Regions from separate parts of the Hordeum vulgare genome. Here region 2 is linked to region 1. The links are chromatin contacts, called in public Hi-C maps. All regions are on one chromosome and are shown on one strand. Each heading gives the region's core, a stretch centred on a gene start, on an enhancer-like site or on the middle of the called end of the contact. The rest is flanking DNA. Distances are from core to core; before and after follow the strand shown.

Region 1 (6,634 bases), core at 2,606-5,105:
CGACAGAAAATGGACGGCTACAAGAGCACCATTGCATGGGGCAACGCACAAGGCCTCATCGATGGGCACACACAACATGAGTCAATGGTGATGACCCTAGCAAGCTGGACGGTCCACTAGTCTTGGACCTGCCAGCTAGGTCCAGCTCGCATGTTGCGCACACGACAACACACGAGGCCTCACTCGTGGGGACGCCGGTCTTGGACCTGCCAGCTAGGCCCAGCTCGCATGTTGCGCACATGAGGCCTCACCCGTGGGGACGCCGGCCTCCACCTAATAACGGTGGCCCGGCATGCACATGCTCGGTGGCCCTAGGAGTGCCCAACGGCCCACCCGCCATGGACCTCCTTGTTGACTTGCCGGTACGCACACCATCTGAACAAATCGGACGGCTCGCAGAGCCTCCCAGAGGCCCTCATGGCACGACAGCCAAAAACAAACGGCTACAAGGGCATCGTCGCACGAGGCAAGGCGCAAGGCCTCACTCATGGGCACATACAACACCAGTCAATGGCGATGGCCCTAGGCGAGTTGGGCGATTCATCAGTCTTGGGCCTGCCAGTCGGGCCCCACCGTGGGGACACCGGCCTCCACCCAATGACGATTGCCCAGCATGCACCGGCTCTTAGCAGGTGCTCTCAGCCCACAGACGAGTGCTCCACCATCTCTTATAAGAGTAACAACCACACACACATACAACAAAAACGTTTCATGCCACAACCATATCATATTGATGTTCTGCCAAGCATTAACAAAATAAGAACATCGATTTCGGTGCCATGAAGCTATAGATCATTCCCGAGCCAAGAACACAAGCTGATATGCAAGAAGCAGATCTTATACAGGAACCATCTGCACATATACTTATCCACTTCAGGTAACATCAGGTTACTTACTATTCCACAAACCTATATTATAAGATGAAAAAGGAATACAAAACAGGGTAGAGAGACGGGTTGGACACGGAGCATACTGCTCCTACATTGTGGGGATAGCGCGGTTCAGTGCCCGTAAGGCAGAGAATCTGGGGTAGCTTGGCGCGGTGTTCCAATGCGGCCAGCAAGCATCAAGGTTCCAGCTTTAGGGAGACAACTCGGGACTGTCGGTTCCGCTTTGCTGCCCTCACAAACACCACCGATAGGCACGATGGTGCCCACCATGGCCTCCGGACTTCTTGCTCCCCTTTCAGGCAGGCCACTGTGGATCGAATTAGCAGGAGTCAGACAGAGCAATCTTCCAAGTGTGGACACACAACCAATGGAGGATGATGTTCATCTATCAATAAAATACAACAGATCTAGGTATTTGAATCATGTCAAATTCATTTATGTTGGTCATTTACACCAAACCAAGATGCTGAAAAGGACCAGTCTATATATTAGCATCATAAACTTGCGGCAACAAAATATTTAATGATGAAAGCTAGCAGAACAGAAAGCAAATTGCAGTTGGACCATGCTGGCACAACTGTTTTCCACAAGACTCATGCTCTAAGCTTTTATGTAGCATGAAGAGTCAGTAGCAACTAACTGAGCTTGAGCTCAAAAAGGAAAGAGCAGTGGTGAGAGAAAGAGGATTTCACTATGATTGACTGCATGGCGCATCATACAGTCAAATGAAAACTAAAGAGCAAAATATGAAGGAACCAAGTACCAAAATGGTTATCATGGTAGCAGAGATGAGTTATAGATGGCACTCAAGGAAGAAACAGGAATATACCAACCTTTAATGCGCCTCAACTCTTTGCATAATGTGATAAAATCTCCCCATTTCATATGGCACCGCCTGATAAACCGCAGAATCTGCTCGGTAGTAAACATCGACAAGCTCTCTAGATACTCTCCATTGACACTGTTTTCTTCAAAAACTTGTCTGTAGCCACCAAGATTTATCTCTTCAAGCCACAAGCCGACGTCCTGAAAGAGAACAATAACCTTATTAGGTGAACAGCCTTTAGCTTTTGCATCTGGCAGTAGTTGCTACTGGTCCAAAATTAAATCAGAAGACAGATGAGCAGCCAGATCAGTTAGAACAAATGCAGACAGTCAAAACATAAAGAGTGAATTAAGAAAGAAATTTAGAGACGATGCCCTTTAAGAGGGTTGATGAATGAAATGCCCATCTAAATTTAAAGTGACCAAACCAAGATTATACCAATGGCTACTGGTGGTCAAGAAAAAGTAATACAGATCTAAATTTAGTAACCAACTATTGGGCATGTCTTATGAAGCTAAGCAAGCATACACCTCTGAGCATGCAGAACACTGAGATGGTCCACTCCAAAGAGAAATAAAACAGCACCAACAATTCCCAAGCATTGCTGGAACACTTTGCTTAGTCCTCGAGCCTCACCTTCATTTTTTCCCACATCACGTTGCTTAGTTTGGGAAAACTTCCTAGCACGGCTATTTTGCCAACTAAACTAGCTGCCTTGTGAAGAAATTATAGGAGTGGTTCTAGTTTTGTAGTGTGGTCTATCATTTTAGCCAAATAAAGCTAGGATTGCCGTGTGGAACTCATTTAGCCAAGTTTCCACTCCATATTCCCAGTTTTGGTCCATCTCACCAAAGTTAAGGCCGGCTTCATCCAAGTATTGAACACAACCCAAGCCCAGTGAAGAACCAACACGTGGTCAATACAAGACAAGCCAACGTAAGGCTCGATTATAGTCCAATCCCATTCTAGCTCAGTCTCAAGCCTGAATCCAATGCGGCTTGGGAAATGCTTCGGAAATGATATACTCCCTCCGTCCCGAATTACTTGTCATAGATTTGTCTAGATACGACACATACTAATGTTAGATACATCCATATCTAGAAAAATCTAAGACAAGTAATTTGGGACAGAGGTTACTCATGATTGGACGAGTATCACTTGGTTAATCAAATTGCTGATGTTGAGTTAATTATTTGCCATAATGACGAAGCAAAGGGGAACCAAGTATCACTCCCACCCCATGAGCTCACCATGCCCCCCTCACTATGGTACTCTTAAGAGAATGGGTCGGGGCATACGGGGAGGTGTAGTTAGGTACCCACGAATATTTATCTTTTGCATAAAATTGAGCAGAAACCACGATCAAGCATCACCCCAGATCACCAAACAGATTCCTAATAGTGGACTAAATTATCACAAAAAGGGTTGATGAGAAACAAGATGAAACTAAAGAACCAATGAAGTACGTAAAACACTGCCCACAAAATAGACAAAGCGTTGTAGGGGCAAATTTGAATCACTAGGGATATTTACGAAGTAAGCTGCAGAACGAAAATACAGTGAGTTTCAACAAAGCTGCATTCAACTAACAACGGAAACAGAAGAGGAAAACCACCGTCACTACAGGTTAGCACCTCGACAGTCCATATGAAGAAATCAAGCGGCTCCGGAGACCTCCCGCGGCTCATCTCCCTCCTCCCGTCAGCCAACCCCACTGCAAGACCCAACTCAAGGTTCAGTGTCAGATCTAGATGGTGTGGCGCGTGCGCACCGGCGCACCCGACATTAGCGCAAGTAAGTTCAAGGCTAATAATTCCTGAATGAGTAGCCACAATCTCATACCGAAAGAAACGGTGCCCGAGATCGCGGACGGGGTGGAGATGGCAGGGACGCGACGGGAGTAGAAAGGGGAACGGCGATGGTGTTGAGATGAGCGTGAGAGGGGAGGGGTTGGGTGGGTGAGGCGTCGGCGGTGAAGCGATGCTACGGCACGACGGGAGATATAGAACACGGTGGTGGTTGTGGACTGTAGTAGAGGATTGGAGCTTGGGCAGGGCAGAGCATGAGAGCAGCGTTGGGGAAAGAGGAAGGGATCGGGGTGTGGGAGCAAGAGGAAAGCTACGGGAGTGAGGATAGGAAAAGTGACCTGCTGCTCAGAGATGGATTGTGACGGCTGTGATCGTTTAGCCGACATGATTGGTGGTAGACGGAAGGTAGATACTTCACTGTCAAAACTACTTCCTCCATCGAGGTGCTTAGAGCAAACGGACTTTGATTTTGTCCGTTTTACCTTCGTTTGGATCATCCCGTCTGCTATGTGTTCGTTTGTTTTAGGATTTAGATCGACATAGTATCCAACACGTCTTTTCATATTTGTCTGCGTGACCGGCTAGCCGCCGGTTTTAACAAATACAAACATTTTGTATTTTTTCAAAAGCAAATGAAATAGCATAATTCCACAATCAAAATAAAATACAACAAAGTTTTACAAGCCCAATAAAAATTAAATTGTATTAAAAATATACATTTATTGGTTGACAACATGATCCCACATATGTTCAACCATATCATCTTGCAACTGAATATGAGATTTCCAATTACGTATTTTATGATGAAATTGAGTGAACTGTGCAAATGATGCCACTCTTCTGCCATGCTGAGGCACCATATTGTCACCCTGAAACTCAAATCCTTGATCATGGAGACGTTGTGGGCGCTCATCCTCTACGATTATATTGTACATGATCACACAAGCAGTCATCACTTCCCACAACTTTTTGGTGCTCCAAGTTCTAGCACGATACCAAACTATGTCTCATCGAGATTGCAGAACACCAAAGGCACGCTCGACATCCTTCCTAGCACTCTCTTGCTCTTGGGCAAATCCTTTCCACTTTTCTCCGACAGGGTCGAAGATTGTCTTCACAGTAGTGGACTAGTGAGGATAGATACCGTCACCCAGGTAGTATCATTTGTCATAGTTGTGGTCCATTCAGGATAGATATCGTCACCCAGTTAGTCTTCACAATCGAGTAAAGCATATGAGATGCCTTATACCATCAATGTCTTTAATATTTCTTCTGTCCTAAATGACGTGTAAGGTCGATATGAGTTTTGTTTTTTGCCCAATGTCAATGAGGCAACTACTGGATTAAGGATACTTGGACTACGCATTGCTAATAAGTTTGTGTGAAGTTATTTAGGAGGCTTCAGAGTTTGAGTTCTACGGAATTGTGAGTGTTCATCCCAATGTTCTCACGAAGTCTTTCTGAACGTTTACGGTAGAATGTAACACTAAATATTATTCGACTTTTTAGTTCGCTTCAGTTTACTTCTAATGTCATGAACTGATGATTTCTTCAAGTTCAGATTTTTCTTGTTACGCTTATTATTTGTGCTTTCTCTTTCCTATTATATTTCTAAAAGTAATTAGCTGGACATTTTATACCATGAATTTTGTAGCACAATCGGAGCTATCTTTATCACATTGTAATGGCACAAGCTCGTCAATTTAACCGGATGAGTATGGGTGATTTTGTATGTGGAAGTACTACTTCCTGTCGATCTCGCGATCGTCCCATTCCAGCCAACTGATCTTCTATAGTAGTTAAGAACATGCACTAAGGAAGCGCAATTTTGTTTTTATACTTTGTGAGCAATAACGCATGCTCTTCTATTGCAGTTGTTGAGACAATGGTGCGTGCAAGAACAGGATTTTTATATCAACGGATGATCTCAATTACTCCCTCCATTCCTTTATACAAGGCCATTATGAAAAATACATTTTGCATCTATACAAGGCCACAAATAGTAATTGAGGCAAAAATTAATAATGTTTTCTCGTATAAGCAACCTATTTAATACTTGCATGCATGTAGTCATAATGACACTCAATTATTTCCTTCCCATTATTTCTTAGTATGCATGTGACGTATTAATGATCCTCATTAACGGAAAGAAATAATTGGCTTGTAAAGTAGTCATTAAATTTTACCTTGATACATGTAATATGAGTTTGTAGCCTTATATAAAGGAATGAAGGGAGTATTCAACGTGCTGGTGTTTTACTTATTTGGTAAGGTAATTGATGTGTTTCCCCCTTTTGCTCTGCCAGGAATTCAGAGTATTTTGTGGTATAATAAAATGCTTAATCTGAGTGGAAGTTTTTGATAGTATAATTCCTTTCAGAACACGAGGCCCGAACAAATGGAATGACAACCCATGTTCTTACTCAGAACTTCGGAATGATGAAATTCATGGTGAAACGATGGACATGACCACTCCTGTTATAACAAGGAAGGAAAGTTTTATATGGCTTCCTCATGACCCATTCTTTTGATTTGTCTCTATTTGCTTGATGAGCATTCGATGTGCTTACGAGTTAGTAGCACATATTAAATATTAAATTTTAATTCATGTGTCGTCACCTACAGTTAGCCAATGAAAATAAGTGGAAGGTTTATTTTGTGATGCCATCAAAATATGGTCCAGATATGCCTCAACAAACGACTCGCATGTAACCATGTAGGAGGTTCCCAGCAGTGGCAGCCTTTTCAGGTCCATTTGTTAACCTCTAATGTTTCGACATCGACTTCCTTAGCGTGTTGCTTGGGTGCTAGGAATCTCTTTGAATATTAGTACAAACGTGTTGAATTTTTGTAGATTGATGTTATAAGTTGCTTTGCATCTGTCTATGGTTTGTATTTTCTTCACTTGGTGAAAACCAAGTAATATGAAGTACATTTAGTATTGCATTATTTGTTGTTTTTGGATTTGTCGCCTAAATAATACGAGTTGATAGACATGTGTTATAGTTTCCTCTGCCAAACCTGAGGATGAGTTATCGTTTCTTACTAATATCATTGTTTTTTTCCTCATGCAAAGTAGCTTTTAGAGTGGTCAAAGAGACCGAAAGTTC
Region 2 (6,634 bases), core at 1,861-4,360, 400 kb before region 1:
GTGATAAAGGTGACGACTGTTGAATCAATAAAAAGCAACAGAAAGGGAACCAATCGAATGCAAAGAGATGTACCTCTGTAGTGAAGTGTGAGGAGGCCAAGGGATCCAAATACTCATTGAAGGTCTTCTTGTAAAATTCATTGTACTCCTCAGTTGATACCTCCTTAGGAGTCCGAAGCTGGCAACAACACAAATAATTTCAGGCTCTCTCAGAAGAAAAACTGGAAGTGAAAAAACATACTTATCAATTATCAACAAGACAAGCAGCACAATAAACAGTCTCAAAGTTCTCACCCAAATAGGTTGTGTTTCATTTGTAAGTTCCCAGTCCCAATACTTCTCCACAACGGTTTTTGTCTTCTTTTTAACCTGTTAACATTGCAATATAGAAATTATCTCCAATTCTACATGTAAGAATGAAGTACAATTTGGGCAAGAATATTGCTCAAAGGAAAGAGATGCAAAATGACTTCTTTTTTAGAGTTTACAACGTTACCTCTTTTTTGGTTTCACCATCATCTTCTGTTTTAACTTCAGCAGGATCCTCGTCAACCTCAACCTAGAAAATCAATGGATGTATTGCATAAGCAAGGTTCCACTTTAATAACCACAAAGAGCTAGAAGGATTAGTAACCTCTTTTGTAAAGCCCTTCTCTTGCCAAGTGTAAATTGGGAAGGAAACAAACTGAGAGTAATTCTTCAGAAGTTTTTGAATCCTCTCAGGGTGAGCAAAACCCTTGTCATCACGCTGAAGCAAAGCATAGTACATATTTCAGATGGGACGTACAGTAAAACTTTAAAATCATAAAATAAAAGCAAATGGACCTTCAGGTAAAGTGTAAGTCGAGTTCCCCTAGGAATGAGCTTCTCTGGATCTTTCTCTTCTCGAATGGTGTAGGAATTAGATTCTGCTTCTGCTTCCCAAACATATTGCTTTTCTGATTTTGGGCTCTTTGTTGACACAGCAACCTAATATGTAGAGCAGCAGAAAAGTACAGGAAAAGACGTTCAGCATAAGAAAAAGAAACACTGCCGCACAACCAGAGTGGCAAATACAACCATGATAACATAACACAGTACCTTGTCTGAAACAAGAAATGCCGAATAGAAACCAACACCAAATTGGCCAATCAAGTTGCTATCAACATTAGCTTCCTGGCTCTCCTGTTATACAATAAGCATAAATCATAAATTAAAAGGATTTGGAAGATAGACAAGAGGAGAATAAAATATGCAATTAGATCACACCTTTAATGTCTTCAGGAACTTAGCAGTTCCACTGCTTGCAATAGTTCCAAGAGAATCAACAAGTTCTTGCCTCGTCATACCAATCCCAGAATCACTGGAAAGCAAATGCAGGTCATGATGCAAATCATTTCCAAGAAGAAAATATACAGTTGGTCACCGGCAAGTAACATATGCTTACGTAATTGTTATTATTCCATTGTCCTTGTCTGTTTGGATGCGAATGTCAAGTTCAGGGCCATCCTTAAGAAGATCAGGATCAGTGACACTGAGATAGCGCAATTTGTCAAGTGCATCACTTGCATTGCTGCAGGTACAAGTAAGAAAAGAAAGGCTAAATTAGGCTGAGCAACTTGACTGAAGTTTTGTGGCACCCATTAAGCCCTGACTGGGACAAACAATTGCCAAAATGAAGTTAATCCGATATCATGGCAAGGAACAAGTGCCAATAAACACAACACATAAAGAGTGAATTCGGAGATAACTACTGCCACATAAAAAAATTGAACAGTCTATGCACTCAATTGTTGCCCACCTGACCAGCTCCCGGAGAAACACCTCCTTGTTGCTATACAAGCTGTGCACAATCAAATCCATGAGCCTATTGACCTGCCAAGCACAATTTTTTCCCCATCATGACACAAACATTGGTAAAGATTAGCATGAATCCATGAAAAAAGAAAATCATAGGTACCTCAGCCTGATACTCAAACTTCTCGGCAGGTGGCGCATCAGATGAATCAACTGCTGCAGCACTCGATTCATAGCGTCTCCCAACAAGTGCATTCTCCCTTAGCTTGAGGGACGGCAAGCTTTCACCTACATTAAGCTTGGGAGCCGCAAGCACAGAGAGCAACCTCTTCCCTCCAAGCCGAGAAACACCAGGCTCTGAGTTTGTCACCTGAAATTGGGACAGCACAGCGAATATCACAAAGTCGCTCGCGTTGTAGAGTAATACTCCCTCAGTTCCTTTATGTAAGGTGTATTATTTTCGGCACCGTGACCAAGACACATAATTATAGACATGTTAAGACTAGCAAATTTGTTGGTTAGTGAAAAGTGAATCAATTAGTCCAGGAAAGTATGAGATACATGCTATCAACAAATAAATAGTTTCCTTCTTTTGCTATAAGGAGAGATGCAGACAATCAGAAAAGAGGTACTAACAAGAGGATTATGGGGAATTAGAAGAAACGCACCTTACATTCTGAAATTTTATCAAAAAACAAATACACCTTATATAGAGGAACGGAGGGAGTATAACAATAAATCGGAAGAAAAATATCACACCAGACCGCAATTGCACATTTCTGTCGGAATAAAATACCATCAACAATCGGTACACAAATGACACATACTGAACAGGGAATCAGATCAACGCCAAACCTCAACTGAATCACAAACACACATTAATACATAACCCATCAATTAATCAAAACACAGACCCCAATTTGGGGGCGGAGATTGATTCGCGACACGTAACGTCAAAAGCCGCACTGATTCAAGCTTAGCGCGAGCCCCTACTTTGCAATCAACCAAACAGCGGAGTACAATATGGACCAAACAGTGAATGCCACACATACGTACCGAACGCGGCGGGGCCGGGGCAGGGGCCAAGGGGGAGGAGGAGGAGGAGGCGGCGGCGGCGTCTCCGGAGACCGCGAAGGCGGCCGCGTGACGGCGGGCGGCGGCGCCGGCGCAGAGGGATCGCCTCGAGGCCCCGAGCATATCCGCTGCGCTCTGCTGGTTCTCCTCCCAGGCGAGGGCGAGAGATGTAGGCCGGAGGCGCGCTCGCGCAGGTGGGCTGACCGAGGAAGACGACGATGCGAGGGTTTTGGAAGAGGGGTAGGGTAGGGTTTTGTGGGCGGCCAGAGGCAGAGGGGATGAAGCGTATAAATGGGGTGCGCCTTGCGGAAGGAGGGAGTGCGCTTCGCTGACACCGTGGTCCCGGGCTGTCGGTGAGAGAGTGGGGAAGGGGGGGGCTTGGGTTTGATCGGTGGTGTTAGCGTTTTGGGAGAAGGTTCTGGAGCAGCGGCGCGGAGTAATGCTATGTGCACCGGTGTGGATAGTATGTGAATCATACAACGAAGTTGACATGTGGGGCCAGTTGGTGTGACACTTTGCTTTGCGCTTTGCAGCGTCCGTTCTCCGTTGCAAGAGTGAGGTCGTAGCTTGTCCACCTGCAAGATGTGAGGTCGAGATTTGAACACCGTGGACAAGAAGGCAAGAAGGTTCCGGGAAGGGTTGCCATGAAAACGGGGCTTGCATGCTCTCTACCGCACATTTTACATCCAACGACCTCTTCAATTTCTTTTCCTTTCTTTCTAGAGAAAAGATTACATTCAACCACCTGATCGCGCGCGCCCGTCTGCCGGCTTCGTGATCGTTCGATCAGACAGTCGACAGCATCGTGGAAGCCGCTTTTTGTTTTTCATGCAACTCACCTATTGTTTCAGGACAGTTTCCTGCAGCTCACCTATTGTTTCATGACAGTTTTCTGCACTCGTGTTTCACGATCACTTGAGTCTCCTGCAGCTCACCTATTGTTTCAGGACAGTTTCCTGCAGGTCATCTATTGTTTCAGGACAGTTTTCTGCACTCGCGTTTCAGGATCAGTCGAGTTCCCAGCAACTCGCCTATTATTTCAGGATCAGGACAATTTCAGGATCCTGCAACTCGCCCAACGCTTCCGTCGGCCGCCCAACGCCTCCGCCGGCCGCCAGCAGCACGGGAGCGCCTACCACCACGCCGCACAGGTCAGCTCGACACCACCCGCCCGCACCCGTCGTCGTCCTACTACTCCACCATGGACCACAACAGGGACAGCTACGCCTACGGGCACAGTGAAGGAGGTGCACAGCGGCGGCGAGCACGCCTTCTTCTCCTCCGACGTCACCACCGACAGGAACCACCAGCACAACCAACACCACAGCAGCGCCGGCGGCCACGGCCAGTGTTGTTTCAGTAATTATTTTCGCAACGCGTCTGTTGTTTCTGCAACTAGACCGTTGCTTCGGGAATTAATTGGCTGGGGAAACGACTGGGCCGCGTGCTAGCGCGTACATCGGACGGCTACGAGCGCATACATCGGACGGTTATTCGGGTGATGGATGTTAGTATGGATCCGTCGGTGGACGCGTAGTTGTTACCTTCTTTCTATCTGCACTATTTTTTAGAGTATTTGGCAAAAAATACAACATCAGGAGTTATCATGCCATTAAACTACCGCATTTTAAAAGCTGACTGGAAACTATCCGAAATTTTCTAATTTAGTCATTAAAAACTACCACATTCATAAACCATTTCCTGATGTACGTGTCCGGATAGCTCAATGTCAATAGTTAGCTCTAGATCTTCCGATCAAAAAATAACGTGGACGAAGGCGTGTAGGTGCACTATTATGTACCCCCTCCATTCCTAAATATAAGTCTTTTAAGATATTTCACTAGTAGTCCACATATGGAGCAAAATGAGTGAATCTACACTATAAAGTATGTCTACATACATCCGTATGTAGTCCACTAATGAAACATCTTTAAAGACTTATATTTAGGAACGGAGGGAGTAGTAGGGATTGCAATTTTTCTTGCATTTTCGTTTTTTCACTCAAGGGAGAAACTTTACGTCTTGTGTTTTTTCAAAGTTTGACAAATTAAATGATATTTTTGTTCTAATTTTACCGCTTCTTCTCCCTTTAAATCAAACGTATTTTATCATAATGTGTCATTGCTATTATTATCAAGTATACGGTTCTAATCTTAGACGGAAAAAGAAATAGAAAAAGAAATCTAAGAAGCGGATCCTCCTTCAGTAATGAACTAGGTGTTGATAAACTAAATTAACCAATTTTGCCTCGTGTTGAGGCAATCAAGAAAGATGCATGTTCTTAATATATAACCCATGAAAAAGTGATCTAATCCAATCAATCTTGCTTACATAATGAAAAAGGCCACGAGCTTATCTCTCCAGCAAAATAAATTAGCTAAAGGTGCACGCGTTCATGAGTCCATGCTAAAGTCTCAATTAATTCCTGTAAATACCCATGCTAGAAAATTAAGAACATAAATCTAGTAGCCCAAACAAAATGTCCAAATAAGAACATCCACGCCATACCAATAAACTATTCATCATTATATCCATTGATAAGTTGTGAAGAGTAACCATAGGTAATCTCTTAACCATCCCATCAAATAAGTTCAGGATTCATTCAATTGTAAAACACTGCCCTAGCATAATGTGATATGTTTCCAATGCCGATAAAAAATAACCTACCCAATGGTATTTGACATCCAGAAGACTGACAAATAAAATGTGTCTGAAGCAGAAATATCACAAGGGACCGATAAACTATTCATCCCAAACGGATTTTATCCATTGATAAGTTGTGAAGAGTTCAACACACGTAACCTCTTAACCATCCCATCAAATGAGTGGAGGGTTCATTAAATTGTGAAATGTTACCTTGTCGTAATGCGATATGTTTTCCATGCCAATAAAAAGTAATCCACCAAATGATATTTAACATCCAGAAAACTGCTAAATAAAATGCGTCCCAAGCAAAAATATCACAAGCAACACTGCGTCCTCGGTTGTGACAAGGAAAACTATACCCAAAATTATAAGATCATGTTGGAGCCCATCACCTTGGTGTCGCAACGCCGCAACTTGCGACTCTAGCTCAGAGACATGCGCTGCAAGATCGCACTCCGACTCGGAAAGCGCCACGCGAAAGATTAAAAAAAGGAACTGACCAGGTGTATTAGTTACATGTGGAACCAACTCCTGGTAGCGCAAAAACACCCCACTCGGTCCCATGGGTGTTAGAATAAATCCGAGGTACGCGGTCGATCCACCGAGGAACAAGCAATCACAGCATGATGACGACACCGAGATTTGTTAACGAGGTTCGACGAACTCGCCTACTCCCCGGGGCAATGACTACGGGTGCTCCTCCCCGAGATACCGCAACACCAGCCACCCGGGCGCCGACACAAGCCGCCGGCTCCCCCTTGCGAGCATGTCGCTATCTAGTCGTCATAGGTTACAACGTGGGGTGCCTCCTCATATATAAGAGGCCAAGGGTACGATCAACCGATGAGCTCCACCAGTACTTTCCCATAATCGATACCACAGACTTGCAAACTTTCCTGGTTAATTTAAAGCACGACATGCTGAAAGTGGGAATAGCCTGTGCCACCGTTTTCAACCTAATCTCCCGCCCCGCATAGGACAACATGCGTTCCGCACCCCCTTGCAGTTTTGCCCATATCCTTTTCCTGATATGATCAAACGTTCCACTTGTAATACGGCCAACCGCTGTCGGGAGGCCCGGATACCTCTCACTGAAAGCCTCGACCCCAATGAGTAGGGATAATTTCACTTGCTGACG

The links. Hi-C and Micro-C count contacts between places; a contact is called where the count stands out from the background.
Region 2: a contact with region 1 is called in a Hi-C map of seedling, with 3 times the contacts expected there. The contact joins the promoter of LOC123399692 here to the promoter of LOC123396020 in region 1. A contact is called at or near these places in 3 of 6 Hi-C or Micro-C datasets (leaf and seedling) and 1 of 1 datasets of contacts at active chromatin or transcription factors (embryo).

The regions. Positions count from the first base shown.
Region 1 is chr5H:143,212,512-143,219,145 of MorexV3_pseudomolecules_assembly, reverse strand. It overlaps LOC123396020, which reads right to left and starts at 3,855. Exons shown (of 4, transcript XM_045091048.1): 1 at 3,559-3,855; 2 at 3,351-3,430; 3 at 1,724-1,916; 4 at 823-1,197. The coding sequence starts at 3,404. The coding sequence ends at 1,067.
Region 2 is chr5H:143,610,801-143,617,434 of MorexV3_pseudomolecules_assembly, reverse strand. It overlaps LOC123399692 (heat shock protein 90-6, mitochondrial), which reads right to left and starts at 3,110. Exons shown (of 20, transcript XM_045094086.1): 1 at 2,833-3,110; 2 at 1,940-2,146; 3 at 1,781-1,854; 4 at 1,427-1,552; 5 at 1,249-1,342; 6 at 1,081-1,164; 7 at 826-969; 8 at 635-748; 9 at 497-559; 10 at 295-369; 11 at 74-178. The coding sequence starts at 2,973.